Regions from separate parts of the Lactuca sativa genome. Here region 2 is linked to region 1. Evidence: chromatin contacts called from public Hi-C data. All regions are on one chromosome and are shown on one strand. Each heading gives the region's core, a stretch centred on a gene start, on an enhancer-like site or on the middle of the called end of the contact. The rest is flanking DNA. Distances are from core to core; before and after follow the strand shown. Region 1 holds the start of LOC111910039 (pentatricopeptide repeat-containing protein At3g23020). Region 2 holds the start of LOC111910038 (CBL-interacting serine/threonine-protein kinase 7).

Region 1 (5,978 bases), core at 2,581-5,080:
CCTATATGATATCACCAAGACAATCATCTATCATACGTCTCCTACTGGTGGGCCGACATTGTGGCCTTAGACCCACCGCTACTGGAAGGTAACTCACCTCACACTGCTGAAGTTCCGAAGACATAATCACACATTTGCTGAAGTCCCGCAGACTCGACCCCAGCTGCTGGCTGACAGATTCCCGAACTGTCAACACCAAAATAACACCCAATTAATAATTGGGTCCCAATACATAACCATAAGTACATTCTTTGGGTAATTACTACATTACCCCTAGTTTGGCTTATTCAAGCCCAAGGCCCAATCCAAATATTAGCCAATTTATCACAATGTTGGGATTTTAGGTCCATTAGGGCTTTATTGGGCCTATCAAGCCCACTAAAATATTATTATTAAATAATTCATTGACCATAACATACTTCTAAACCCCATCATAAACATTGTCATGCACAAAGCTCGTGTGACTATTAGTTAAATTAATGGTTATGTAATTTTCTCAACTCTATAAAAATATAGTTAAACCCAAAAGTATTTCAAATTAGCTTTCATGACATAAATTTGGTTGACCTTTAAAGATTCACTAAGCTCCATTTATTTTCTTCAAAATATCATTTAATCGTAGAACACGAATAAGTTTCATCAACCCATAGATTATGATCCAGATTAAATTAAGTCCAACTAATTCTTATAAGGAAGCCCAATTCATTTAAATCAGTTAGTTGCATAAGCCCATACTAGTTTACCCTAATGGATAGTAGCTCCAAAAGGGAAGTAGCTGATGAATACCTCCTACATAGATACAAGAAGGACCCCTATTCATTCGGCAATCGAAGCCCTTCTTCAATCCCGACAATTTAAGCTTCTTCGGTGACAACCCCTCTAGCGCCGTCTAATATGACGACCGCAGAATGAGAGAACCGACCTACTAGAGTTGCTTTCTCAGTTCTCTCTCCCCACTCTCCTCTCTAGCTGAAAAGGTGCTTAAACCTCGCCATTGGAGTTGCTTACAAATTGGACTGTTAACAGATCGCTAGTCACAATCGGTTATCGCATTTACTCTCCACAGATTCGCTTGAGCCTCCCTTCGACTGGAACAAAATCTCATCAAGAAACTTAGTGTGAACGCCTAGAGTGAATACGATACTCAACATAGCTTCTAAAACCCACCGAAAACCTGCTGTCGGAAGTCAAGTTCTCGTTAAACATCCTCCCAAGTTGTCGGACTTCATATCCCCTGCCACCCATTCCTAGCGATGCACTTCCTCTCTCATACCTTAATTTTATGAATGAAATAAATCACACTTGCTCACTCCACCAGAGATGATAGCAGTCATCGACTGTTAAGGGAGTGAGTCAAAGTTCACAAACACAACTACATGATGCAGCCTCTCAAGCGACACTCACTCATTCTTAACCCTAATCCTTGAAAAGTATGAATATATATGTGGAAGAAGGGTGTTGGGGTCTTTTGAAGCAATTCGGATTATTGGTCCTAAAATGAGTAAGAAATACTCCCAGCAGGAGCTACATCCGATCAGGGAGAATGAGACAAGCCAAATTCTGAAATTGGCATAATTGGTCCTGAGGGTTTGATCAGGTGGCGATTTCTACCTTGATTTAAGATTCTTATGACAAAACAAGTTTTGGAAAATACAATTTAACCCCTGGCCAGAAATCCCTTACAAATAAAGTCCAAAATTTACCAATCAGCCCCTCTTCTATAAATTGTTCTCAAATGAAGTCTATATGTTACCATTCAACGCCTAAGCTTCCAAAATCTCTTCAATTTGAGTCCCAATAATTCACCACTTAGTCCATTCCTTCAATAATACTTAAAAATTAAGTCCAGATTTTACTCTTCAATCCCCGAAACTCTAAATCATGTCATTCGACTCCCCGAAACCAACACCCCGATAAATATTATGGACTTTATGGCTATTATTCATCCATTAATTTTATCTGTTTATTTATTTAATAAACGGGGTGTTACACGGTTGCTAGGACCGAAGGGTAGTTCATACACCCCAGATATGTCTGATAATATATTATGTTATGATATGTGATAGTAATAGCAGTAGGGGGGTGAAATAGTCCCCGAGGATCGGTTGTCAGGACCGACGGGTAGTCAGCACCCCAGAATGGCTTGACACGGGTAGTCAACACCCCAGAATGGCTTGACACGGGTATGACGACACCCCAGAATGACCGCACGGGTAGTCGGCACCCCAGAATGGTCGTACCGGGTAGTCAGGCACCCCAGAATAGCCTGGCAGTATGTATGTTATGTGTTTGTATGGTATGTGGTACGATGGGGGAACTCACTAAGCTTTGTGCTAACAGTTTACAGTTTTGGTTTCAGGTACCTCTTCTTCAAAGGGGAAGGAGCCGGCGCGGTAGCGGCACATCATGCACACACACTGGTTTCCGTATTTACGAGATTTCTCTGGGATTTATACTCTGATATTTCGATTGGTTGTATGATTTGGCTTTTAGACATGGTTTACGTTGTGTTGTGGTTTGATCAAACAATGTTTTTAATTATTAATGTTTTCTAAAGTAATGTTTTAAAACGAAATTTTTGGACGTGAAAATTGGGTCGTTACATACATGTTCCCTAAGTGTTCGACAACTCATGTTTACCATCTCTATACAATCAAACAAATAGGTTCACTTGCCTAATTGTGAACAAAACACGATTAACAAAATATGATAATAATAAAATAGATTTTAATTATATTTAAAGTGATGGTAAATAATATAAAATTTTAATCTATAATAATGGTTAAGAGAGTACCTGATCGTATATTTATTGAATGCTTGGTTGATTTTGCCTTGAGATGATCTTGATGGTATGCGTTGGATTCTTGGGTGATAATTATAATATGATATTCAGAAGTTAAAAACTTCAACAAATAAATTTGAAAGTAAACTTTTTCAAAAAGTTTCGCTCTATTTTATTTCATAAGTGGAACAAGCCTTATATAGACAAATATTTTACAAACGACAATTTAGACAAACTATTGTTAACCATACTAGACATTATTATAGTCATTATTGCTTTCATGAACTAACTATTGCTAGTCCATACACACACTTATTACATATACAAGTTTCACATAACTCTAGGACACATACATATTTTACTATTTACATGACAAAACGATATCACAATAGTTATTACATTTTTAACGGATTGTAGTTGCACTTGCTCTTATCTCTTTCCATCTTTATAGAATAGGTTCACTTGCCTAATTGTGTAGCCGTTCTAGTTGATAATAAGTAGAATTTTACAAATATAAACTAATGTGAAAAATAAGCATCGCACACATTTACGATTAACCTCGATTGGGGAGAGATTTAAGATTGCGGTATATGGTCCTGGAATGTCAAGCTACTTTTTATGCAATCACATTGACGTTTTTTAGATGCTTCGGACACATTGGAATGAGATTCTTTTTGCATCTTCTAAGCCAAGGAAATATGCAATTTTTCATATCATATTATATCTATTAGAATTGAAGAAATATGATGTGTTAGTTTGGCTTACAATAGAAACCCATTCTTTAGCTTTTCAAAAAGGGTTGACTTGACTTTGTATATTTATTTTCCACTAGATTTTTTGGCTGTAATGTATCTAGTTGTTAATCAAAACCAAAAAATAACAAAGACGCCATCCGTGGGACTCGAACCCACGACCACGTGGTTAAAAGCCACGCGCTCTACCAACTGAGCTAGAACGGCTTGATGTTACATTAACATAAAATGAATATTTAATCATAATTTAATATAATTTTATATTTAGCGAGCTGGGTTTGATTCATATTAAGGTTTTTGACATCTCTCATGAACAAAGGATTGAAGTCGGCAGATGCAGATACTGATTCACCAAAACCTTTTTCAACAAAAAATCAATGTTTGTCAAGCTTCAGCATTTAGATACAAATTGTATTCCAGTTCTCCATCCAGTCAAGACCTCAAATTCCAACATCAATGGCGGAGTTTCACTTCCTCTTCCATGCCACCGTACTGAAAGAGAATTTGAACAACTCATCAAGAAACACAAAATTCCACCTCAAAAACAATTAGATTTTGACAAAAGAACTGTTTTTCGTAAACCAAAGTCGAACCCAGATGGTTTAGTTCAAAACCCAGAGAGAAAAAAGGGTACAATTGAGAAGGATAAGGTCGTGAAGAGAAGAGTATGGTCAAGAAGGGATACGCTAGAGAAGGAGAAGTTGCAGAACAAGTGTACGACGGAATTGGTGAATGGGAATGAGGCGGTGAAAAAAGTGCACGCCAACTGTTCGACGAAAGTCGTGCCTGAGAATGGGGTGGTGAAGAAAGAGCACACCAAGTGTTCGGCGAAATGGGCAAGGTACGGAGGGTGTATTCCTGCTATGTTAGACACTCTGGAAAGAGTTACCAATTTGGACGAAGCCTTTAAGCCATGGGAGCTGAGTTTGAGTAACAAAGAAAGAACCATAATCTTAAAGGAGCAAAAATCTTGGCAAAGAGCCATGGAGATTTTCAACTGGTTCAAGAAGAAAGGCTGCTACGAGTTGAATGTAATCCATTACAACATAATGATCAGAATCCTCGGCAAAGCTGAAAGATGGGAAGAACTCGAAATCTTGCTGAACGAAATGGAGAAAAACAGAATCGAACCCATCAATTCAACATACGGAACTTTAATGGACGTTTACAGTAAAGGTGGGTTTCGGGAAAAAGCAATGCAATTCTTAGATATAATGAACAAGAAAGAAATAGAATCCGATGAAGTCACCATGGGAATCGTTCTTCAAATGTACAAAACCTCTGGACAATTTGAAAAAGCCATAGAATTCTTCAAAAAATGGTCAACTGGGAAAAGTGTTTCTTTAAGCTCGTATACATACAACACCTTGATTGATATATATGGGAAAGCTGGAAGACTTGAAGATGCATCCCAGACGTTCGATGAAATGCTCAAAAGAGGTATTGTCCAAAATACTATAACCTTTAATTCAATGATTCATATGTTCGGTGACCATGGCCAATTAGATAAAGTTGAATCATTGATTCAAAAAATGGAACAATTTCAATGCCTACCCGATACTAGAACGTATAATATCCTTATCTCAATGCATACAAAGCACGATAACATCGTTGTAGCAACCAAGTATTTCAAAAAGATGAAAGATTCATCTCTTATGCCCGATATTGTGAGTTATCGTACCCTTTTATATGCTTATTCCATAAGACAAATGGTCGATGAAGCCGAAAAACTCATGAGGGAAATGGATGATAGAGGTCTTGAAATCGATGAATACACACAATCTTCGATTACTAGAATGTATATAGAGGCGGGGATGCTTAAAAGGGCATGGTTATGGTTCAAACGGTTTCATATTTCGGGGAAAATGACTCCGGATTGTTACTCGGCAATTATCGATGCTTTTGGATCACGTGGGCATGTTCCCGAAGCCGAAGAAGTTTTCAAATGTTGTCAAGAACAAAGAAACCCTAAAGTTCTTGAGTATAATGTTATGATTAAAACATATGGTGTTAACAAAAGATATGATGATGTTTATCGGTTAATTGATCGTATGGAGGACCACGGTGTGACACCGGATATTTGCAGTTATAATTCGGTTATCCAAATGTTGGCGGCCGATGACCGTCCGAAAACCGCCGCTTTCTATTTAAGAAAAATGCGCGATTCCGGATTCGTAACCGACTGCGTACCGTATTGCGCGGTGATCTCGGGATTCGTGAAATTAGGCGAAGTGGGGCCCGCTATCGAAGTATATAATGAAATGATTCGATCGGGAATCGAACCGGATGTTGTCGTGTACGGTGTTTTGATAAACACGTACGCGGATATCGGAAACGTTGATGAGGCGTTAAGGTACGTGAACGCGATGGAAAAACGCGGTTTGCAGATGAATTCAGTTATTTGTAATTCTTTGATTAAGCTCTATACAAAAGTCGGGTGTTTA
Region 2 (5,978 bases), core at 1,609-4,108, 220 kb after region 1:
GTGAAAACAAATTATTTAGTTATGGTTTGAAATTTATAAACGACAATTAAGAAGGTATATTATAGTTAAATATCTTATAGATAGAAAACTTTTGAGAGAAAATACGTATTAATGTTTTTTTTATCTGGTGAAACTTTTTGAACAAATTTTAAAGAATAAATTACAAAATTAATAAATAACTACATATATATATATATATATATATATATATATATATATATATATATATATATATATATATTAAAAATAAAAAAATAATAAAAAATGTTTATTCGGTTTTTTTAGACTATTTAATTCTTATTTTATAAACCAAACCAATCCAAAATCAAAATAATAATTCGGTTTTCTAGAAAAACCAATCCAAAAATTCGAATATCTAATCCAAATATTCAAATTAGACAATTCGGTTTTATCCAAATTATAAATAGCCTAGCTAATCTTACTAAAGGAAAAAAGCTAATAATGCCAAAAGGGTTTATAAGATTAAATATCGGCCAAATGGGGAAATATAATATTTTAAATTATACTAAGGAATCAAAATTAAAACTTATAAAATATCAATATTTTAATTTTAAAATTAGTGTTAATCAAAAAAAATCAATATAAATACAAAAAGTTGCTTTGAGCAGTAGCAAAATCATTATTTTTAGAAAGATTTTAATTTGAATTTTGTATTATATGTTAGAAAAGTTATAATATGAGATGAATTTAATCAATTTTTAATATGGCAAAAATAAAACCAAACTAACAATAACTTTTTTTGCAAACTTTGGTAATTAAAATATGAATAATTTTTTATATGTTTATTAACTTGTCTATATTTATTTAATAATTTAATTTTTTAAGTTATTTCAACATAAAAAATTTACACAAAATTCTAACAAGTTAAAAATATATTTTTGAAATTTTAAAAAATTTAGAAAGAAATTTACACAAAATTCTAAAAAAGAATATTCTTCGAATATTTTTTTGATATAAATTTTTAATAAGAAAATAGAATCATCAGAAATAAATTCAGCATTACTAGTACTATTTTAACCCTAAAAATTAATTAAAAAATAAAGTATATAAATGGAGATGGTCTAATCACTAATCACCCATCACCAATCAGCAATCACTAAAAAAGCCCAAGTCCATGTCTGTTTGTGCAAAGATATGAAAGAACTTAAGCACTGTGTTAAAATTTCATGTTCAGAACTAAAAAAACTAATAAACATCAAATTATTAATTAAGTAATGAGTCGATTATTCGAATTCTGAAAAATTGTTTACAAACAAGAACAATCCTACAATAGATCTAGTGCTACCCAATGTTGAAATTTCCCAAATCTACCAAATTTTCATATTTACATCTTTTTCTGATCATCAACCTCGATCTTAGCAGTGCCATGACACTACAACGTCTTCAAAACCCACCTTGAATTCCTCCCATTCAACCTCACTAAACCCACCTCCGCCGCCAACCACCGTCATCTCCACCAGCAACAAATCCACCGCCACCTCCAACACCTTCGCCAACACCACCACCCTACCTTTCACCAACCCCATCACATCCCTGTTCCTATTCTCTTTGTCCTTCATTTTCTTCGATCTGTAACCCAATCTCTCACCCACTTCCACCACCCGCCTCTCAATCTCCGCCGCTGTTGCCGTCGTCGTGAATCTCCTATCCTTCCGTACGATTTTCTCTTCGAAAATACCTGATAAATCAAGCCCGGACGACATCGAGATTATGTCAAAGGCATTCATCGTTGTCTTGTATTTAATCGAACTCAAATCATCTTCTTCGGTTGCTTCGGCTTCTGTTTCGTTGTGGAGTTCGAGAGTAGGATCGGGTCTCAGTGATTTTTTGAACCATGAGAGGTTCATTAACGTCTCGATGCTCATCCTGGTTTTCGGATTCGGATCTAGGAGCTTTTGAATAATGATCCTCGGTTGTTTTGGCATCCAATCGGGAAATGCGAATTCACGTAGGTGAATTTTCCGATACATGTTTGCTAAATTACTGTCGTCGAAAGGAAGATAACCTGCTAAGAAGATGAAAAGTATGATTCCACATGACCACGCGTCCGCCTTTGCTCCGTCGTAGCCTTTCCGGCGAACGATTTCTGGTGCAGTGTACGCCGGAGTTCCACACGCAGTGTGGAGGAGCCCGTCCTTTTGTGACTCCGGCAACGCCGAGAGTCCGAAATCAGAGATTTTCAGGTTCCCATCGTCGTCTAACAAAAGGTTTTGGGGTTTTAGATCGCGATGTGCGACTCCGTTTTGATGACAAAAATTGAGCGTCGATACGATCTGTTGAAAGTACCTCCGTGCAGTAGCTTCCTTCATCCGTCCACGGCGGGACAACTGTGTGAAAAGCTCACCACCAGATGCGAGTTCCATAACAAGATAGATCTTGGTTTTCGTCGCCAACACTTCATGGAGTTTAAGAATGTTGGGATGGTTCAACCGCCGCATGGCGGCGACTTCACGAACCAGCCGTGGCTCCATCGTCGGATCTGCGATGGAGGGTTTCTCAATAACTTTCACCGCGACGGAGGAATCGTCGATGAGAGAACGGCCATGGTAGACTTTAGCGAAACTACCACGACCTAAAAGGCGAGTGAGTTGGTATTTGTTGAGTATGATCGTGCCGCCGTCGCTGGATGTTCTGTTGATGCTGGTGGCTGGTGAAGGTGGCGCCATGGCCGGAACGAACAACCGAACGGCCGGCGTGAAATGTAGAGAGAGAGAAAGAGAGAAAGGGGAAAGTGATTTGGTGGTGGAAGGTGCGGTTGTTTATCATGGTTTTATAGGAAAGGGAAAAAAGATACCAGATGGGTTTTCGCTGTCTTCATTCGTGTTTTTAGCCTCGATGAGCGTTTGCTTTGATATTTTCATGTATTAAATTACGATTTTACCCTTCTGCGGATGCTTCATGTGGCCACTCCCCTAAATATTTTCTTTAACATTTACTCTTCCTTTCTCAAAATAAACGTAACTTTATTAAAAAGATATTTTTTCTTGGGTTTTCAAATGATTTACATAACCTAAAGAACTAAAATACAAATAATTAGATTTAAACTTACTCCGTAAAACGTAACCGTTCATATTCATATCAATATTTTTTGAGATAAAAAAGGAATTTCAATTTGGGGAAAATTATGGTATATTAGAAGACTAGGTGTGAGACCCATGTATTACATGGGTTTAATTAAAAAAAACAAATATAAAAGTTTAACAATTTGAAAAGTTTGAATTTATAAGAAAAATGAAAAAAATTTGAATTATTAAAATTAATGAGACTTTAATGTAACATATATAAACTCTTTCTAATAAATACTTTACATATATATTACCTTACACATTAAATGTGGAATTTTAATTTAATAAAATAAAAAATACAATAAAATGACAAGTGGAAAATAGAAATTTTAAAAATTCTAAAAAATGTCATGTATCCAAATGAATGAGAAGAGGACATGTGGCAAAAAAACCTTCATTTATTATAGTAGATGTGGTTCCATTTTGGAGTTATCTTGAAAGATATGATATTTTTTACAGATAATATTTCGTTTAATTTGAATTATGTTTTCATGTTACCATAGATGACCTTGACGATGGTTATACGGAGGAGTGTTCTTTTGATTCTCGAAACACTACCATGAAACGTTACATGAACTACTATTGAAAAGCCCTTGGTTATGATTGTGAGTTGAACTATTTATATAAGGCTGATTTTTGTTGATTATGCTCATAACTCATTGGATTGTCTATTTGGTTGTTAATTATGTTCGTTAGATATCGATTATTTTCAATGATTATCAAACGTATTGTTTTCGTTTCATCATTAATGTTTAATTGTATGTCGTTGCAAGTTTGTACTTGTGTTTGCCTAGTCTTAGCTTAGATTCGCATACATACAACAATAAATAGGTCGATATTATATAATGGTCTTCGTACGGATGTGGTTTGGTCAACTGACTTGATTATGTTGGTAAGGAATATCAGATAAGGGTTATTGGTGTCTTTACTCTTTAGTATATCATAATGTATTTCATAGCCGGTGAAACCGTAATCCGATTTTATTATGGTTACAAAGTCCTAAACTTCCTTTTTGCATCTTTGGAGTCGGAAGTTTGGTTCTACAAATTTTGGTTGTAGAGTATAGCGTATAACTGGATTGCTATAAGTCATTAGTATTTTTTTCGAATGTATCATGCACTCATTTAGTGTAGTGAGCTAATTAGTGGCGGAGCTAAGATCAAAGTAAAGGGGTATCCCCAAAAAATTTCCGAAAAAAATTATACTATTGAAAAAAAATTCAAAAAAATTACACTACTGAAATTTTTTTGAAAGGCATCTCCGGGAACCACCTAGATCCGCCTATGGCGTGCTTATGTGATTGACATTTACATGTCTTGTCAAGATTTTGGATAGTCATCAACTATTCAAAAAAAAAATCTAGGTTGGTGCAAAAGTATATGTTGTTTGTTTTAGGAGTAAAACTTAGTATTCGGTCTTTGCAAGACCGATTTCTATAGGAATTATTGTCTCTTAACTACTCACCGAACTAAATGGTATCCCATTTGTTGCGGTTCCTTTTTTGTTATGTATTCGGATTCCTAAATGTGCTTTATAGTTCATCTACATATCTTCATTTATCCTTCCCAATCTCACCATTATTCCTTTAATGATAATGTAGTTTTGTAACCTTTGTTTACATATTTTGTTGTGGGTGAGAAACAAATGTAAAGTTTTGCTTTTGTAATCAATCGGGGCACATCGTTCTTTAAATAGGTTATCATGAAATTGTTTTCTATTGTCACTTATAATTATATGTGGTATCTCGAATCGACATATAACTTGTTTCCACATGAATTTACTATGTTATTTCAAGTGATCGTTGTCATTGGTGTTGGCACTACCCATGTGGTGAAGTAAAATATTAATACTAATATGAACTTGACCTTTTGTTACGCCTATAGAAATGGTCCAACTATATCTATCCCCCACAACCAAAAAGGACATAGGCTATAAATGATTTCATTCTTTACAATGGAAAGGTTAGTATGTTTGCATTTTACTAACATGCCAAGCATCGTCTGATAAAAGTATGGGTATCCCTAATATAAGGTAGGACATAAGCATCTGGTCCTAGCATCTTTTGCGTAGTTATTTGGGCCCTGGAATGTGCTTCCTAAATATGCTTTTATTGGTGCTAATTACCACAACCATTGAGTTAAATAACCTATTTTGTATTATGCCCCCCATCATATAGTTTACTTGGGAGCATTGATGCACTTCTGTTACCTCATTTTTTCGCTCAAAAATGTCCTAAACTGTAAGTATTATAGGGATGATATCATCCAATTTGGTGAAATGTTTGTTATATGTTGGAATTAACATGCAATGAAAAAAGGAATGTAGTTTCGATGTCGTTCGTATGTAAATCTATGGGGTCGAATACTTAAGAGCATATGAAAGAACCTATAAATACTAAACAATCGTAAAATATAAATTTTATTACTAATATAGGCTTAAATAAATACAAATAGAAGATTTTACTTATCATTTATTTATCAAGTGCATCATAAAAAAAATAAATGGTTATCTATTTATTAATTGGATAAAATATTTATTAATTAATTAAATTGTATATTAATTATGAGTTAACTAGAGAAGGTCCCCGCATTGCAGGGGTTGGAAGTCTTCAATATTTTTTGATGTGTTATCTATACCTTTTTAGGTATAGTCAAATGGTGTTATGAAATATGGACTTTGTTAAGAGATCATACATGAAACAATAAAAATAGAAACGATAAATTTCTCAAATTTATGAACTCAAGTTAAATGAAAAGAGATTGAAAATTATAATACATTGTTTATTTCCCTGCACAAACAGTTAAGAAAGAAATATTATTAGTTTACAAAAAAATATATGTATTATTAGTTTACAAAAAAAAAAAAAAAAAAAAAAAAAACCCTTCAGTAATG

The links. Hi-C and Micro-C count contacts between places; a contact is called where the count stands out from the background.
Region 2: a Hi-C map of leaf shows a contact between it and region 1, with 7 times the contacts expected there. The contact joins the promoter of LOC111910038 here to the promoter of LOC111910039 in region 1. A contact is called at or near these places in 2 of 4 Hi-C or Micro-C datasets (both in leaf).

The regions. Positions count from the first base shown.
Region 1 is chr5:173,870,854-173,876,831 of Lsat_Salinas_v11, forward strand. It overlaps LOC111910039 (pentatricopeptide repeat-containing protein At3g23020), which reads left to right and starts at 3,831. Exons shown (of 1, transcript XM_023905833.3): 1 at 3,831-5,978. The coding sequence starts at 3,912. TRNAK-UUU (transfer RNA lysine (anticodon UUU)) reads right to left here and starts at 3,741; the gene lies at 3,669-3,741. It overlaps LOC128126446 (a long non-coding RNA gene), which reads left to right and starts at 1,462. Exons shown (of 2, transcript XR_008224417.1): 1 at 1,462-1,597; 2 at 2,360-2,583. It overlaps LOC111910041 (a long non-coding RNA gene), which reads right to left and starts at 1,463. Exons shown (of 3, transcript XR_002856434.3): 1 at 787-1,463; 2 at 98-186.
Region 2 is chr5:174,090,498-174,096,475 of Lsat_Salinas_v11, forward strand. It overlaps LOC111910038 (CBL-interacting serine/threonine-protein kinase 7), which reads right to left and starts at 2,859. Exons shown (of 2, transcript XM_023905832.3): 1 at 1,404-2,859; 2 at 1,222-1,401. The coding sequence starts at 2,687. The coding sequence ends at 1,303.